2 separate regions of the Zea mays genome follow, and region 2 is linked to region 1. Evidence: chromatin contacts called from public Hi-C data. All regions are on one chromosome and are shown on one strand. Each heading gives the region's core, a stretch centred on a gene start, on an enhancer-like site or on the middle of the called end of the contact. The rest is flanking DNA. Distances are from core to core; before and after follow the strand shown. Region 1 holds the start of LOC100276845. Region 2 holds the start of LOC100217040 (isovaleryl-CoA dehydrogenase).

What was found. Hi-C and Micro-C count contacts between places; a contact is called where the count stands out from the background.
Region 2: a Hi-C map of ear shows a contact between it and region 1, with 5 times the contacts expected there. The contact joins the promoter of LOC100217040 here to the promoter of LOC100276845 in region 1. A contact is called at or near these places in 3 of 25 Hi-C or Micro-C datasets (bundle sheath, ear and tassel).

The regions. Positions count from the first base shown.
Region 1 is chr6:34,470,559-34,473,095 of Zm-B73-REFERENCE-NAM-5.0, reverse strand. It overlaps LOC100276845, which reads left to right and starts at 1,260. Exons shown (of 5, transcript XM_020539818.3): 1 at 1,260-1,496. The coding sequence starts at 1,384.
Region 2 is chr6:34,857,447-34,859,983 of Zm-B73-REFERENCE-NAM-5.0, reverse strand. It overlaps LOC100217040 (isovaleryl-CoA dehydrogenase), which reads right to left and starts at 1,262. Exons shown (of 12, transcript NM_001143412.1): 1 at 642-1,262; 2 at 487-531; 3 at 275-323; 4 at 75-184. The coding sequence starts at 962.

The DNA.
Region 1 (2,537 bases), core at 11-2,510:
ATAATGATGCGGTCAACCTGTTCTTGGTGTCCAATATTTTGCCTTCAACTTTGTGAGATAGATACATAGCTGGAAAAGAATTCGATGAAACTAAATATGTAAGTTCAATTATTCTCATCCCACATGGACTGAAGGATATTGGAAAAATTTAAGAGTAATTTTGACTTGCTATGGATTTAAATCACCCAATCCTGTCTAAACCACATAGATTGCACTAAAACGAACACGCTCTAAATCGTCTCAATAACATCAGAACTAAATCGTCTCAATAACATCAGAAAAATGGTTGGTAGAGAGAAAAAAAAGGATCCATGATATGTATTTCGTAATTCCTGGCTCAAGTATATCATTGATTAGGAATAGAGGGATATGTGTTTGTACGACTCCTTTACAACATCACACACACAAAAGCAAAGATTGGTAGCCGTTAATAAATTATTTTCCTTTATTCTCCTGTGTTTCCCACACTACAAATTTAGGATGAAAATGATATAAAGTGTTATAATAACCGAACAAACCACCCCTGAACTGCTAAGGCCCCGTTTGTTTCCCTTCATTTTGAGGAATAGGAATCTAACTAATCAGTAGTCTATTTTTTAGAATGTGATATTCACAACTTTCCAAAGATTATATATAAGCCCATCTTAAATTCATGAGGTGAGATATAGAAATTGATTTTATAGATTTATATACTATTTTTCTAATGTACAACTTATAGCACACTTTTCTATTTGCTTCTCTATAGAATAAGTGTTGTATATAACTATCTCTCATATGATTTATGATAATATACAAATATACTACATATATAAATATATTAATTTAATTAGTTTGTGTCTACATTTTGTCATGCATTTTTTTAGACCACACAAGGAGGTTTTTGCCCTAGAATTTTTCTAAACCAAGTTCAGATATGGGCTGAAAATTCATGAGTGCGCTGGAAAATTCATGGTCGACGACGCCTTTTGGGACGGAGGAGGATGACGGTGAATTCGTTTTTTTCTTTTATTTTTCTTTTAGAAGATGAGAAAAAGGGCTGACTATATATTTTTTCTTGCTGACCAAGGCGGGCCAGGCCAAGGCGGGGAGCCGGGGACCATTCACTGGGGCGCGCTGCACGCCTGCACCTACTGGGCACTGGCTACTGCTGCACCTGCACTGCACAGCACATGCCTGTCGTTGGCCTGTGGGCCCCCGTCCGTGCACAAACAGTCAATGCGCTTCCCGTTACTTTTCACTTTCCCCTAGTTGCAGTACCCTAGTAGACGCCTACCCGTGCGTGTCCCGCCTGTCCGGTGTCGCGTGCCGAGGCTGTGAGGCCGTCGCGTCTCGCGTCACTGGCTCCCCGCTCCTCGCAGCACCAAAAACGCGGCAGGCCGAGAAATGTTCCCGACCGCGAGGACCATGACACCGAGCAGGAGACGGAGGAAGGGGAGCGGGAGGCGGTGGCGGTTACCCGCGCCTGCACCTGGCTTCAAGCCTCCGATCCGCCCAAGGTCAGTTGCGGTGCGGCATCCTGCCTTCCATTTCGGCCATTACTCTCAGCTTCGCTCGAGCTCCTATCCTCGCCCTGCAATCGCGGCGGATCCGGCGTTCCCCACTCCGTGTGGGTCTAGGTCCGGTGCGCGCGCCGCTGCCTAGATGCTAGCTTTTGCACGGCGGGTCGCTGGGCTCCGACTTCTCGTCTCCTGCTGTTTCCGACGCCATTGTGACCCCCCTGGATTGGATGGAGGCTGCAAATCCCCCGCCTCCGACGATCCGACCGGTGGCACCCTGTTATTACCTGATTCATCAGTCATTCGATTCGGATGCTGCATGCATGATGCTGGTGTTTCGATTGGAGTATAAGCCTGTGCATTTGATAATTGATTTTGTTATTGGTCTATCAGCCAAGGTTGCACGTCTGTTTTTTTGGTCGAATCCCACGACTACTTTTTTACTGCTAGTGGAGATTCTTTTTTACTTCACATGAGGCGTAGGGTAGACGAGTCCAAATGAGTTGTTGAGCAGGTACTACTTGGGTCTTGGGAATTCCATATGCTAGGGGTAGGACGAGTCAACATCGGGAGTTGCTTTCAGCTACTGTTCCTAGCTCGGTTTTTTCTGGGGACGGAAAATAATGCTAAATAAAAAAATAATCTGAAAAACGACACATCTCCCCCTAGATATTTTGAACTGTTAATCTGGCACTTTGTTCTCGCAGGCATCATAAATGATGAATATGGGGGCACATTGTATGATGGATTCCTTGGAGTGCTAAATGCTACTCCGGGGTTGTCCCAAATCATTTATAGCTTGGCAGGAGTAGCAACAGGCATCTATTCTTCACTGTCAGGGTAAATTACCTTCGGCAGTCTCCACTTTATATACCACATGCTTCTTCAAGCACAGTGAGCATTTCCTAATTCCTATTATACCGCTTAACAATAATCTCGAAGGAGAAGTGCAATTTCTTTGTCTTCCTTCGTACCAGACAACCCTTCATATAGTTATATGTAATTGAATGTCGTCAAGTTTTGTATAAGCTGGAAGTTTAT
Region 2 (2,537 bases), core at 13-2,512, 390 kb before region 1:
CAACATGGATGAATTAGCAGGATAACAGGAGTGCAGAAAGCATAGGGGAATGAATGTAAGAAGAGCAAAAATACCAGTGTCTGAGCAGACGGGCCATTGGTGCACCACATCTTATTCCCATTAAGGACATAGCCACCGTCCACTTTCTCAGCTTTGCACTTCATGCTGACGACATCAGAGCCAGCTGAAATTACATTTCAGCAACGCGTTAGAAGGAACCTTATAGTACTGCTGGAGAAGAACAGAGCAGCAACGGGGTTGGAATGGTACTGACAGTTGGGTTCACTCATCGCCAGTGCCCCGATATGCTCCCCACTGATCAGCTTCGGAGAGAAGGCAAAAATGAAAAACGCGTGAATATAACCCGTCATGACAGAAAACATTCGAAATCCTAGCGATGTGCATCTTTTTCCTTGAGAAAACTACGGTCCTTGTGAAACATCAAACATCATGGTGATGTGAAGCAAATCCGGAAAAGCACAGCACCTTGGGCAGATACTTGAGCTTCTGCTCCGGGTTTCCGTGCCGGACCTGCACACAACAAGTAGCATTGCCGCTTGGGTGAGTAATCAAATGATTTGGTTACCGCGCGTGTCCTCTGCCTGCCATAAACAACCAGAGCGGCAGTCACGACGACTCACGAGCTGGTTGATGCAGAGGTTGGAGTGCGCGCCGTAGGAGAGGCCGACGGCGCCGGATGCCCTGGTGATCTCCTCCATGGCGATGCAGTGGTACATGTACCCGAGCCCCATCCCGCCGTACTCCTCGGGCGCGGTGAGGCCGTGGAGGTTGAAGTCTCCCATGAGCCTCCACAGGTCCACGTCCCGCGGGAAGTGGTTGGAGGCGTCGATGGCCGCGGCGCGCGGCGCGATGGCCTCCTGCGCGAACTTGCGCACGCTCTCCTTGAACTGGCGGCGGGGTGCAAGGGGGCGGGCGGGCGAGGAATTGGGTCGATCAGGCATGGGGCGAGGCGCAATGGCGGCGGGCCCGCCGAGTGGGAAGTGGAGAGAGCGAGCGCATGACGCACCTGCTCCTGCGTGTCGTCGAAGAGGAGGGAGGACGTGGCGAGGAGCCGCGCCGCGCCGCCGCCGGGCGCCGCGCGGCGGAGGAGCGCCGGGAGCCACCGCTGCATCGCCGGTCGGGGCGGGCCTGGTCGGAGCGCGCAGCGCAGCACGTAAGCAAAGCAAAGCGAACCAAACCACCGGCTGGCTTGTCAATGCGAGAGGCTACCTAATACGCAGTAGTGCGGAGAGAGAGCGGAGGGGATAGTGTAGTGGTGGTGAGTTGTAGGAGTAGCGTCTGGTATCGTCTTCCTTCCCCCTCATCCGGATGAGCTGGAGCTGGAGGCGGCGGCGCAATGATGGGCTCGGGCTGGGAGCCGGCCAGGGAGCTGCCGGCCTGATCGCATTGGATCCACCGACCGGACTGCATGGGATTGGGATTGTATCGGATCCACATCCACTTATCCACACGAGCCTATTGTGTTGAGAGGGACGGATGTGGATTAGTTAACTCTTTTATAAGTTAAAACCTTTTTAAATCTTATCTAATCCCCTTCGGTCTCCTAAGGTCTGAATGGGCGCAGAGTTCAGAGCAGAATATTATGATGACGTGACTCAGTGGGTGTTTGGTTTCTAGGGACTAATGTTTAGTCCCTTCATTTTATTACTTTTTAGTGTATAAATTGCTAAATATAGAAAATAAAATAAAGTTTTAGTTTCTATATTTGGCAATTTTGGAACTAAAATGGAATAAAATCTAGGGACTAAACATTAGTCCCTAGAAACCAAACACCCCCTCATATGAGATCGCCACGCCACGGCGCCAAAGCAAACCAAATTGAAATTGAGCACGCAAGAGACCATGCAACCGGGACAAAATAATAGACGTAACCGAACATACTAGTATATATTAAGCATCTCAAAATGTGTTTTAAAATAATATCTTAAAAATTGACATACTGCATCATTCAAAATATCTAGGACATTAAAAATAAATTGAGCTCCAATGATTAGACCCTGAATCATGTATTGCATTATCAAGATAAAAAATGTTTAGAATAAATTGGAAAACAAAAAAAATAGGCACTAATATGAAGTGTAGTATATTTGGGTTAATCATAGTATGATCTATAGATTTCTTTTAAAAAAATATATATAAAATATATGATTGTTGTAGTTGTCTTTTATGAGTTAAGCTCTATATTATCGAAATAGAACACTGTTATTAGAGACACTTGATTCTCTACGGAGGAATTGCCGAGCTGGCTCGCCTATCAAAGCAAGTGGAATCTTGCCCGCATGCTCTCGAGATGATAAGGTGGGGAACCAGACACGTTTCTTGGCTCGCTATCCCCTTTTGGGCAAGACATTATTCATTGTGATGATGGTGTAATAAAGAAACCAAGCATCAGCATCCGCTAAGGGCATGTACAGTGGTGTTTAATGTGGGGGCTCTTAAGGTGTTTTAGGGGGTTATTTGCAAAATAATCTTAGAGCCGTCTCTCCGTGAAGAGACGCCTCTGGCTCGTAAACCAA